Linked DNA regions of Columba livia: region 1 is linked to region 2. A link is a contact called in public Hi-C data. All regions are on one chromosome and are shown on one strand. Each heading gives the region's core, a stretch centred on a gene start, on an enhancer-like site or on the middle of the called end of the contact. The rest is flanking DNA. Distances are from core to core; before and after follow the strand shown. Region 1 holds the start of IL12A (interleukin 12A). Region 2 has its middle 20 kb from the start of MFSD1.

Region 1 (6,965 bases), core at 2,188-4,687, 200 kb before region 2:
GGACGTGGCCAAAGTCACTGCAAGGGTGGACCTGGTATAGGTGACACGGGCAGGAATTGGAAGGATAATCATCCCGGCATCCCTCCCATCCTGCAAAGCTCTGCAAAAATCCTTCCCTTGCTGGAAAAAACTCAATTCAACCACTGATTTTGGTGGGGTGAGAATTTCACCCCAGGAACTATGTAACTGGCTGGGAGGTGGGTGTAAATGAGGATGGAACCCAGGGGGCTGCACTGAGTGCTCAGTTGGGGAGAAGATCCACAAGAAGGACGGTTGGTGTAAGGAAGAAGGAAGAAACAGGATTTTAAAATATTATATCAGTGCTGAATGTTACTATGATATAGTTTTACCTGCCAGCAACATTCACGGCATTTTAAAAGTATGATGGATATGACATTATATTATTGATTCATGTAATATCTCAAGGAAGAAAAAAAAGTCACCATTTTTTTTTAATGCAAACTTTATTAGGCAATAAATAGAATAAATAAGGCATACCATCATAAATAAATCGATTATTATAAATATGTTTCAATTTCTGAAAATTACAGCTGAATAAATAAGGTGGGTAAGACACAGTTGAGTGTTTGGCGGTTTGAGAACATTTTGGTACCGCAACGTAGCTTATTTTCTAGAGATCTAGAAGTGTATCATGACAGCTTAAAACACACTGACAACAGCTCACTAAGACCTGATTTGTAAGAAACTGTGAAGTATTATGCGCTCGGTTCCTAAAAAGCCCCCAACCACCTTGCGGGGTATTGACTCTACTGTTTTTTTCTCCAAAAATTGCTTTAGGTCAAATCTATACCCCAAGTGCTGGAGGGCCGGGCACTTAGAGGGAGCTCTCCGGCGAGGTCAGGTAGCTCATCATCCTGCCGATGGTGATGGTGCGGATTCGGAAGGCGTGGAGGATGCTGCAGAGCCGCATCCTCTCCTGGAAGGACGTGGGGACCGCACCGGGCAGGGGTTGGACCGCGCTTCTGCCGCTGGGGTTTAGCGCCTGGGGAGAGGTAGGAGCATCAAACCACCACCTCAAAGTGGCTACAACAACAACAAACCTCTTTAGATTGGCTACAACAAATAAACCTCTTTAGGTTTTTTTCGCCCCCCTGAGGGATAAATGACAAGACTTAGAAATCAGGATGTATTCTTATAACTGAAAAATTTGAAGTATTTAATGATATAATTAATAGACTTAGGATAAAATTGGGAATGTTTAGTGATATAATGAATAGACTTTGGATGCGCAGCTGCACTTTCCTCAGGACAAAAATGCCCATTCATGCACAAAGGCTCTTTCTGCCCAAGAATAAAGAGCCTCTTTTAATAATAAGCCTATGTCCAGCCTAGTCTAACAACCCCTTAGACTGGGCTTGCCTGCCCCAGGCTAGACTAGAATCTCCGGGCTGTTGGGAGATGCTCTGTCAATACAAAGGGAATTAATGTTGGTTTTTTTTTAATTAGCTTTTGTTAAACAAACAAACAAGCTTTTAACATTTGTTCCCTCCTCTCACTAATTTATCAAAGTTCAGTACACCCTATGTTGTACTCAGTAAACCAGGTGTATTCTATTTCAGTATTTGGAAGAGAAATATGAAGTAAGACACATAATTCATAAGGATCAAGTCCCTTCTAGGAAAAACAGGGACAGTAAAAATTACCAGATTGAAGAAAGGTCACTATTTGCCTGGTTACAAAATGAATTAATAGCTCTGATTTAAGACAGAAATAGTAGAAAGGAAGGAGACAGAAATACTTACTGTCATCATCTCATCAATAGCTGTCAGAACCTTTTGATCACCCAAGTTCCTCAGCTCTGCCCTGTAGGCATTCAGATCCTCATAGATGCCCTGCAGGCATTTACTCTGCAAAATCCAGAGTTATTAGGAAATGCATGACTCTGTTGTAAGTGCTTTCAACATACAACAAGCAAAAGAAGGGGTTATTTTGGGAAACTTGCAATTTACCGTATCAAAAGTAGATCTTTCCAGTGCTGGACAGTTTCCAGTCTGCAAATTAAAGAAGAAATGAGACATAGTGATTTTGTGGAAGTGTGAATTATACGGCTGTTACATGAAAATATGATGCTGAAACTTGATACACACATATATATATATATATATATATATATATATTTTACCTCTGGATCCTGAGATATACAAGATTTTATGGTGTTGATCTTATCCTTAGTGATATCTTCTAGATCGACCTCTTCAAGGGTACATTCAAATCCCAGCGTGCCGAGCTCCTGTGTTGGAAAGGGAATAGAAAAGGGTTGTTGACTCAGCCTTGTGATACCGTATATATATATATATATCTGTAAGTACACACAATTATATGTGATGCATCACAGCTGTCTGCACTTAGCGGAATCCTAGGAGTGAGGCTGTGTGAGGATTATGGTTAAACATGAAAGGGAGCAAATAGACTGAGAGACTGAAGTGCATGAGGCAGTTGTGTTTAATGGGAATAAGCTCAGGCTTGGCACAGATTTGTTTTATATGCTGCTGTGAATTGCGCTGCCTCCATTACTTTAAATTATTCTCTCAGACCTCAAATCTATTGAGAACTTTACGTCGCTATAGTTGCAAATGTAAAGTAACTCACAGAAAGTGAAAAATTACTGATACCATCTGCACAGACATTTAACAGTGCTCGCTGGCCCACTGCAAGTGCAGAACAACGCACCTATGCAGTGCCGGGGTTTTTTTGTGGTTATCTGAGATAAAGCTTGTAACAATAGCAGGGAATTTTAGCAAAACCAAAATCCCCTTGACACTGCTGCCAGAGAGCTTCAGTGTGGAAAATGCTACAGCACCAACCCAAAGAGTCAGGAGCAAGTGCTTTCTGAGCCAGCTCTGCAGGGGCCTCAGAGAAAGAGCTTGTTCAAAACTGAGAGCGTTCAAATCCGCTGGTGCTGCTAATGGTGAGTGTGTTTCTGTGAGGGTGAGTGAGCACGGGTTGAGAGAGACAACTGAGCAAAACCCCAGCCCAAAGGGCTGGTCAAGGGAGGCGTGAAAACAAAGACCAGTTACTGAGGCTTAAAGCGGGTCTGCAGAGAACATGCGCCTGTCTGGGTACCTGCAGCTACCATCACCATCCTCCTGGGTACCCTCCCTGCCCCATCCCCGCCGCCCCAGCCCCCTCACCCGCACACCTTCAGCTGGTGGATGGAGGCGCTGGCGGCCGCCAGCAGTTCCCGGGAGCGGTTCATCCTCTCGGCGAGGGGGGAGGACGGCGGCGGCATCGCCCGGACGGGAGGTGACAAGGCCAGGGCCAGGCAGAGCGCGGGCAGCAGCGCCCAGGGCAGGGTTGCGGCGCTAGGGGGCGCTGCCCGCCCGCCGGTGTCGCTGTCACCGCGCTGTGCCATCGCTGCTGCCCGGGGAACGCTGCAGGGACCGGCGGGGCCGCGGCGGCTCTTATAGGGGCGGCGGCAGCGGGATTTCCCCCTCCTCTCCTTTCCGTTCCAGTAGCCGCTCGGGGAGCCGGGCCGGGGGCAGCCGGGAATCCCGGCACCGCGGGCGGGGAGCGGGGACGGGGACAGGGGGCCGGGGGAGGGGGCGCTGGCCCCGCGCTCCTGCTCCGGGGGATGCTGCGGGGCAGCTGTGGCGCTTGTGGGGGCTGGAAGTCCCGTGTTCAGGAGCATTCCCTTGCACTGAGCTTATAGAAAAGGTAAGAATGACTTAAAGTGTGTGCATGACACACGATTAAGCTTTTCAATGTGTATGGTGCATAGATAAGCTTTTTCCATTTCCATTTTTTATTGTCAAAACCTATAATTTCGTCTCCCTGTTCCAAGTTCAGTGTCTTATGAGGACATCCATCCTTCTTCTTGTTGTTACTCCATAGGGGAAACCTTATTGCTCTCTACAACTACCTATAAAGGAGGTTGTAGCATGGAGGGTGTTGGTCTCGCAAGCAGCAAGTGATAGGACAAGAAGAAGTAGCCTTAAGTTGCACCAGGGAAGGCTTAGATTGGGTATCAGGAAAAAATTCTTTATGGACAGCATCATCAGGCATTGGAACAGGCTGCCCAGGGCAGTGGTGGAGTCACCATCCCTGGAGGGGTTTAAAAGACATTTAGGTGAGGTTCTTAGGGACAAGGTTTAGTGCTAGGTTATGGTTGGACCTGGTGATCCTGAGGGTCTCTTCCAACTGAAATTATTCTATGATCCTGACCCAAATTTGAGCTTTGAGCATGGGTGAAGACCAAAGAAAAGAGGGGTGATGGTTTTAAACTAAAATAGGGGAGATTCAGGCTGGACATGAGGAAGGAATTGTTGGCCCTGAGGGTGGTGAGAGCCTGGCCCAGGGTGGCCAGAGAGGTGGTGGATGAACCATCCCTGGAGACATCCCAGGCCAGGCTGGACGGGGCTCTGAGCAACCTGAGCTGGTGAAGATGTCCCTGCTCATGGCAGGGGGGGCACTGGGGGAGCTGGGAACGTCCCTCCAACCCAAACTGTTCTGTGATTCTATAATGTTGAGATGTCATTAATGAATATTCTTGAAAACCTGTCTGGAAACTTGCTTTTTGCTGATATACTTGGTATAATCCCCAAATATGTCAATATTAGTTCATATTGCACATGGCCATTCTTAGCCTGACCAGCAGGCTGTAGAGAACTTTTTGTCTGCTCTGCTGTGAAGTCAATGGGAGTTTTGCTATCGGCTTGAAAGGGACCAGGATGAATCAAGAGTTTTATATTGCATTTTCAGATTCTTTTTATTTTAATAGACACCTTGTTTCCCATAAGAAGGTTGTGGTGTGTCTAGAGACTTGCTTTGCTAGAATACCAGCGCTGCATAATTTTCCCACTTCACTGTGTGTTTTCCATTTCTGCACTACTCGTTAAGCTGTGGGCTGTGGTTTTAATCTTGTGTAGGAGATTCTTATTTTCTGACACAGAAGTGAGAGAGACCTTCAGTGTACGCTTGCGCGCGTGCTCTTGAAAAGGCACCAGTTTGGCTTTCCAGGTTTCTTTGCCCAACACTCAGTCACAACATTGTCAGCAGCAGCAGGGCATGAGGTTTCTCTTCAGGTAGGACAATGATGCACAATTCAGACAACAGCTTCTGGTTTGTGGCATTCCTGTGCTGCTCTTAGGCATGTACCGGGGCATTAGTTCAGGTTCTTTGTCCTAAAGGAGGAAAATATAGCTCAAAGGGCCCCCATCAGCCCCCACTTGTAAAATACAGGCTACGCAAGTAGGACAGCCATGCAAGTAGGACACTTCTGATTCCCTTTTATGCAAAATCTTGAGATATATTTTGCTTTCTTCACGTCATTTCTCTCTTTTATGGTATATGGCTCGCAGATGATTTGCAAGGAGTTGTTGCACCCGTGTTTCCAAAGCAGAAAGGCTTTCTTGGCCAAAGCTCCCTCAGCCCAACAGTTGAATGATGTATTACTGAAACACGGGGTGGGTTTAATTTCCTGCTAAAATGGAATATGTCCTAATGCTGGTGAGTGCACTTTTTCCTGTTAGAAGAAGAAGTAATTGAATGTTTGCTGTTTTATAAATAGGAAGTTTTTTTTTCTCATTTATCTATAAAGAACCACGCCTGAATGATACCTTGCTCACCACTCATTTATTTTCCTGGTAGTATATAAAACTGAAGTCCTTGCCACACTGGGCTGCTGAAGATCCTTGTTCAGCTCTTGCAGGATCAGAGGCAACAAATCTGGAGACCCATTGAAGCTCCAGCACTTACAAACACTGTGCAGACCCGAATCCTCCTGGAGCAGCAATCCCACAGGTACTGCGGTGAGAGTCCCCAGGGCAGATGCTGAACACGATATTAATGTGGTGGTTGTACTGGTTTGGATGAGCAACACATTGAGTTTCTGCTCCTTTGTGTAAGGCACTTTTAATTCAGATTTATCTCAAAGCAAAGTCTAAGATGTTAACTGCTGGGTCTTAGCAATGAAGTAGTAAAATCTTAATATGTTTGTTTCGGGCAGATGTTGCATCTGTTTTTCGTTCCTAACCTCGTCCATCTATTTCTTTCATCTCAAAGCATCCTATATTTGACCAGTCTTGACTCTGAAGGAAGCATCTCAATGATTACTATGCATGGGAATAATTGTACATCCATGGACTGGGCTTTGATGTTCCTCAGTGGTTATATACATACTGCCAGATATGAATATTATTTTGCAAAGTTAGATGTAATAATATTTTCTTTGTCAGCAGCGTCCAAAACTTAAAAGTGAGTTCTTTTGAAATAGAAAAATCCAAATCATTTTTATTGCATATGGTGTCTTGATCTTGGGTACCCATCTCATCGGGCAAATGAAGATTATATGGGTGGAGTGATGCATTTGTTATTAAAGTAATGAAGATTGGGATGTATCATGTACACATTTAAAGACACAGTGCAGTAATCACATACCATAGTCTATAGAAACTGTTAGAAGATGTATGATATTACATCAGAAAATGTAATTCCACTGGCTTTATTTCAACCATAAATTGCTCTTGCTGAAATTAACCTCCAGAGAAAAAGAACCGTTCCGGGTCCAGCTCTAAAACTATATTTTGACTGTATTGTAGTCAAAGGTGGGCGAAACTCTGTTCTTGGCTATGCTGCGCTCAGCCGAAACAATACTTAAAAGTCCTATTTGAAAAGGAAAGGGAAAATAATAATAATAAAGAAACCCAATTAGAAAAAGCCAAAACCCCCAAACCCCTCAGTTTAGTTTAGTTTTGAGGACTGTACAAGCAAGGGATGAGCAATAGGATCTTCTCCAGCCACAACTGTTCTAAAAAACCGGGAGGTTCCTGGAAACGCGTGTTGACACGAGGCGATGGGCTGCTAACCTTATATTTCGGTCTTGGCTTGCCTTCTCTCCCCTTGTACAAACAGAAATCTCATCTTTCTCTCCATGGTTGCTCCTAAAGCCCAAGATAAACGAAGACCCCCTTGCTTTTCAGGGTAAGCTACGCATGAAGAACATCACA
Region 2 (6,340 bases), core at 444-2,943:
AGGATAATTTGGGTGGTTTATTTCCCTCGGATGCAACCTTGCAGGAGGTGTACGCGGCTGCTCCTGCGGCGCTTCACGGAGCTGCAGCCCAGCAACGAGCATCCGCGCTGCAACGGGGTGGAATCCACACTCATCTGGCTTTAAGCAGATATCCCGAGATACAGAAACCCTTACAGGACAAGCATGTGAGATACTAGAGGAAAAAACCAAACCAAACAACCCACAACCGAACAAAAAAACCCAACTGTAGGGACTTATTCCCAAAGATGCAAGATGACGAATCGCAAGGTTACCACATACGGCTTATCCCAGCTAAGCGACATCAAATCATGGGCATGTTGGTACCTCCAGGACCACCAAACAAACCCCTGAATATCTTCCTGCCTCTGTTTTTTGGGCATAAACGGCTCCTCCTGAGACTTCACAGGAAGAACATGGAAATAAAATCTTCAGCTCCGTGCCGCGCAAAAGACTTCATCTCATTTCTTTAAAAAAAAAAAGTACATATTTGCTTAAAAGCTGCAGTTACCATTATTACATTTAATTGATACCCTTGGGGCTCAAAATCAGACAGGCTTTTATAGGATTTAATTATTTTTCCACCAGGGCTTGCAAGGTAAAGGTGCAATTACAGCAGCAAGGGCCGCGTCAGCTCCCCCGACAGCCCCCCAGACCTCCGCTTTGCCCCCGCCGCGGCAATCGCAGGTTCCTCTGCCCAGTTTAGCCTTTAAAATATAATAATAATTAAAAAAAAAAGACTAATTTGACTTGACAATGGACCAAATCATTCCATGTATGAAGGTGTCATAATTACAGCAAGCGTTATTTCATTAATTCAGGGCCTTCCAGCGATGCTAAAGCAATTGTTCAGCACGCACAAATGGGCCCCCCCCCATGCCTGAGAGGAACTTTGGGCAAGTCCTTCCCGCATCGGTAAAACTAGTGAAATAACACTTGGTACGACCGGCTGCAAATCAGTCGATCGATACTTGTACATCACTTGAAAGAATCTTTTCTCACCTTTGAAAAAGCCCCATGTTCTCCCTGATGCCCATGGAAGAGCATCCACTGTGCTGGTGCAGAAGAATGGGAGGGAAGATCCTGCTTTGAAACTCAATTCCCTCCCCCAAATATGACCGTACAGCGCAACCTCCTTTGAACCAAACTGCTTAATCAGAATCTCCCAAGTGTAAATGCAGCCACAAGGAAAACAGACCCAACTTCTTAATATAACAAGAAAAAAGGCCTCCTTTGAGTAAAACAAATGATTTTCTAACAAAAAATGTCCTGGGGACAGGAAGACAATGTCATGTGTTTGATGCTACAATACTGTACTTGAGATGAATGCTTCCACTGTAAAGATATTACCCCAATTATAAATCTCCTACAGCAAGTAACAAAATATAATTTAGTCTTCTCTAATGGCAGACTAAGTTTTAGCTATTTTTTGACTGCTAGTTTTCAGATAGAACAATCTAAGAAGATTCTTTCAGTATTCATCAAATGTCTATAATTTGAATATAATGCTTTTGCTATTTAGGCCAAGCCCCTTCGGCTATAAGCAAATAATATCGGGGCGTTTGCATTTTTCTGCCATTTAGAGCAATCTCCGGTTTCCTCGACTTTGATGAGCAGAGTTGGTGTCACCAGGGCCAGTCTCCAAGAGGGACAAACCTGATCATTAAACTTTGATCCAACCAACACGACACTAACGTTGTGCTCTCTCCACGACACTCGGGAATGGAAATACTCAACTTCCGTAGTTAACCAGGTTATGGTCACCGTTTGCAGAGCCCAAGAGCATCTGCATTTGCTACACATTGAGGTCCCATGTTTATAGTGCAATGACCAAACACGAGAAGCAGCAAAAATTAACCCAGCACAGAGGCGGAGGATCCCTTGTGTTCCTGAAGCCCTCAGGCTTTGCTTGGCAACCAAAATCCCCGCTTTTAACTCATGCTTTTTTTTCCTCTGGTATGTTTGACTAAGCAAATAGAAAACATACCCAACATTTTTGACACCCGGTAAGCTGTTATTTTAAACACAGTTTCAATAAACTACAAAAGTTGCTACTGTTAGAGGCTTGAAAATATACGATCTCATTAAAAAACGCTGGCACTTGGAAAGATCTCTGGTGGCCAATCACAGCTTGGGGAGGGCTGTAATTTATAACTTTGATCCCCACAGCTAAACCATTTAATCTGATAATAAACATCAATCACTGATTTTTATTGCACCATTTTGCAGCCTGAGCAGAAAACCTTGCTCCTGCGGACAAATTAAGCACCCCAAAGTGACTCTTGCAAATAAATACCAACTTTAATATTCAGCAATATAATTCCACAGGATCAATTTTTTAATTTAAGCGCTTCTGGAGCTTGGGAAAAAAAAAAAGAGAAGTTTGTAATTACAAAAATATCTCCAAAGGCAACTCAGCACAGTGTAACAGCATCTGGCGAGCGGGAGCTTGGTGACAGCACGTACCTCGACGTCTGTTACAGTCCTCAGAAAGTTATTAAGTGTGTCCAGATATTCTGTGCGACAGCCCATAACTCACCAGTAAAAACGACGTGAGATGCTGTTCTGGTCCCACGTTGGCTCCAGGTCCTGATCCAGCACTCGACAGCGGGGGAAACACAACGGTTGGGCGTGATGCATCGTGCGGGTGGATAACTGCCAGGAAAATAAATCAGAGGGAGCCCATTAATACATAATGATGCCAAACTACCATTAACTCAACTGCTCTTTCCAAAGCAGAGAGCTATTTAAGAAGTAACTGAAATAATGAGTTTCCCTTCGGACGCATCGAGCGTCGTCGTCGCTCAGCGCTGGTTTTTTGCGCTCAACGGAACAAGGGAGTTTGTCAAGTGCGCTCTGAAATGCTCTGTAAAGTAATATTTTCCAATAAAGATGTATCATAATCAGGTTAAATTACTTATAAAAGTTCCAGTCTAAGCAGAGACAGAAGATTAAGGACATGAAGACCAGCCCAGGCTCCACAATTAATACCTGCAGGAACCAGGCAGGTAGGCAGCAGCGAGAACACTGGAATCCGCTCGTTACGCTCTTTTTAACAGGATTAGCTGGGTTTCTGCTTCAGAGAAAGCAAGCGAAATCTGAATTCAGTTGTCCAAGAATTCGCTTAATAGAACGATAATCTTTAGGGGAAAAGAGTTTGGATTTGTCTTCACCGTTTCTCCCCAGAAAGAAAAGACAAATGAAGGAGTAGAGCAAGGACTGTCTTGAGACGAGCACTAGGAAGGACTGAAATGGGCTTTAATGTCAGGTTTTTAAACCAACACTCACCCAAAAGCCAGAGAAATCTGAATAAACGTGAACAATTCCACACAGCCCAAGGTTTGGCAATCGCAATATTCAGACAGAAACTGTATACTCGGGTCAAAACTCAATCAGTCATATATATCGATCTTCCTTAATTATCTCCCCAGACCATACACAGCTCCAAGTTTTGCGTACATGAAAAGTCTATCACCTTTGTTCCACGCAAGGAAAATCTACGAAGGCACTGAAACCGGTGCCTTTTGCTCTTGCAACTCCATGAATGTATTTTAGTTCCTGATTACAAGTATTGGAGCTGCTCAAAGTGAACTTTCCAGTTGTCCCTGGTAAACTCTCCAGCGTGCATGGAAAACAGCTTGAACAGAGACTCACATCAGCAATTTTGTAAGTGTTGCATTAAATCCAGACGGTGTTTTTCATCTCAAGACTGAAAAAAAAAAAAGCATGTTAATCCACCAGCAAAGCAATGCATTGAGAATTTTAAACATTTCTGTCAGGATCAGTAAAACCATAATACATTCTTCGCTAGATGAGATACTGAATCATTTTGGTTCATTTGGAGGCCATTTGCTAACTTTATTAGGCAATATTCAGATGATGGATATCAAAAGGATATTCACTGTAGAAACAGGCTTTGTTTCTGAAGACAGTAATTAGGTTAACCTCATGAATAAACCCTTTACACCAGCAGCCTGTGCAAAGTGAGAATAAAAAAATGCAGGAAAAAAAGAGAAAGAAATAAGACAATTTAACATAAAGGGGGGAAAAAAAATCCTTACATTTATGGGTAGCACTCTCCATCTGACACTTCTAAAACAACTTGTATATGAATAGAAATGTCACAGTTGCTGATACACCAAAGTAGGAACAGTTTCTTACCCAAAGGGCTGTGGGGCATTGGAACAGGCTGCCCAGGGCAGTGCTGGAGTCACCAGCCCTGGAGGGCTGGACAGACGGACATGAGGTTCTCAGGGACATGGGGCAGGGACAGGGGTGGGTTATGGTTGGACTCCATGATCCCGAGGGTCTATCCCAACCTAAGTGTTTCTGTGATAAGGCCATTATGGTCATATGCCAACAATGGCCCAACACAAAGACGGCCAACCCAACGATGGGCCAATGTGCTGCATAGTGTGGGTGCAAGTTTAGGATACTAAACACACAGCCGTGGACTCACCTCCTGCACGGCTACAGGCCCTTCTTCTCCTATTCTCAGTCTGCTATTGCCCTGAACATCCCAAAACAATTTCAAGACACACAGATAGGTCACCTCTGCTGCTACTCACTTTGAGATCCATTACAATGGGTTTTAAGAAAGAGGTTATTTAATCTTAGGCTTTCCCCTTCAGCAGAACAAAGCATTATATTTCAGCACTAACAACAAAATATTTTTCCTTGAGTCAGCTTTAAAATAATGTTGACATTAGAGTCAATACATTATATATCACTATATTTATGTCAGAACCTATTGGCATAAAAATAAATCAATCTAAATGCATAGCTCTTGTATTCAAATGAAGCCTGGCAATGCCACAGCTTTCCCGCAGTTTTCACTCAGCTTCTCAGACGTGTATCAATCATTTCTGACAGATTTCATACACTGGGATATCACCTCTGGTCTCACTAAAAACTATTTTAAGTGAATTTTATATACAAAGACTGGAAAAATCTGCTTTGGGGAGCTCTTTTTATAAGTGATACATTTTCTGATAGTCTAAGCATCATGAGTGAGAATTTACTCTTAATGTCACATTCCAGGTAGGTCCTGATTGCAGGGCAGCAAATGAGGGTCACCCGAGTTAGTCTGCTCACATTAAAGCCATGGCAAAACCAAACAAGACTGTTCTAAACTGGGGTTAGCAGGGTGATTTACCCAGAAATATGGACTGGAAGAGATGGTCCAAGAGCCAGGTAAAACCATCCAGCATGGAAGAGGCCAGTGGAGAACACCAGGGAGGGTTTTAAGAGACAATTCCCCAAGAGACATCACCTTGGCCAACAGATCAAAGCTGATTTGTTCCCACTGCTACACTACCAAAGAAAACCAAAATTATATTTATCTAAAAAATATAAAGATAATATAAATAAAAATGTAACCATCATAAAGCATAAGAATATGAATAAAGCAAACTGTGAAAGTCCTTACGTCTTCAGTGTTAAGCAGGTTAACCAAATTCCCATGAGTATTTAAGTGATACCTGAGATTTTCCCATCGATTTGCAGAGCCAGAAGTGAGCCATTTCACCCAGCTGCTAGAAGGGAATTAGTTCACTCGCCTTAATTTGAAGTGGCCAGTTATGTTCAATCCCCATTTGAGCCGACGGGAGAAACGCAGGATGCCAACTCCACTATTTCCGAGTTTCCGACCTTAACAGCTGGTTTATATCCACAGACGGAGCTTTGTAAACAAGTCAATTAATTAAGATACTATAGTAACATAAATTTCAATAATTTGAGGAACAGCCTGACGCTTGCAGATCCACAGATGCTGTATAAAAATACCAGAAAGAATAAGCAAATAACACGCCTGTCTCCAACATGAATTATTCCCAGGCCAGCAGTCGAAGCAACATGGACCAAATCACTCTCAAGGAAACAGAGAACAACAATAATTTACCCAGCCTGGAAACAAATCCAGTTTAACAGAACTGAGGGTTTGGGGGATGCAACCACCTACTTTTTTGAGAGTTGTTTTAAATAACTTTGCTTCATACACATAAGGGATGACAGCGGGGATCACTCCAGCTAGAACTTAAACCTACGGCTCTTCACGCAACTTCAGGCTTCACAAAACACATCCGATTGGGGTCAAAAGGATTTTTGCTGAGGAGAAGAAATAAGAGCAACCTCATCCTGCCGAAGATGGCTGGTATTGGTAAAAAGTCATGTAAATAAGTGACAGAATGAATGACAGCGGTTGCAGCCTTGAAATTAGACTTTTTGTGCCATCACAGACCCATTTCTTGTGTAGCGATGTTGCAGTGCTGACCTCTAGTGACAGATAACCCAGAAAACAGGAGCATTTGATGGGATAAACCGC

The links. Hi-C and Micro-C count contacts between places; a contact is called where the count stands out from the background.
Region 1: a contact with region 2 is called in a Hi-C map of crop, with 4 times the contacts expected there. The contact joins the promoter of IL12A here to the enhancer-like site in region 2. A contact is called at or near these places in 2 of 2 Hi-C or Micro-C datasets (crop and liver).

Annotation. Positions count from the first base shown.
Region 1 is chr9:2,107,695-2,114,659 of bColLiv1.pat.W.v2, reverse strand. It overlaps IL12A (interleukin 12A), which reads right to left and starts at 3,437. Exons shown (of 5, transcript XM_065073220.1): 1 at 3,161-3,437; 2 at 2,144-2,251; 3 at 1,971-2,012; 4 at 1,764-1,868; 5 at 308-1,003. The coding sequence starts at 3,373. The coding sequence ends at 836. It overlaps LOC110362360 (a long non-coding RNA gene), which reads left to right and starts at 3,631. Exons shown (of 6, transcript XR_010474576.1): 1 at 3,631-6,965.
Region 2 is chr9:1,909,249-1,915,588 of bColLiv1.pat.W.v2, reverse strand. No RefSeq gene overlaps it. Among named protein-coding and RNA genes, the nearest start is that of MFSD1, 20 kb to the right of the region's middle. Within about 2 kb of position 1,693, at least 1 of the 3 cell types and tissues checked has an H3K27ac peak away from gene starts, as active enhancers do.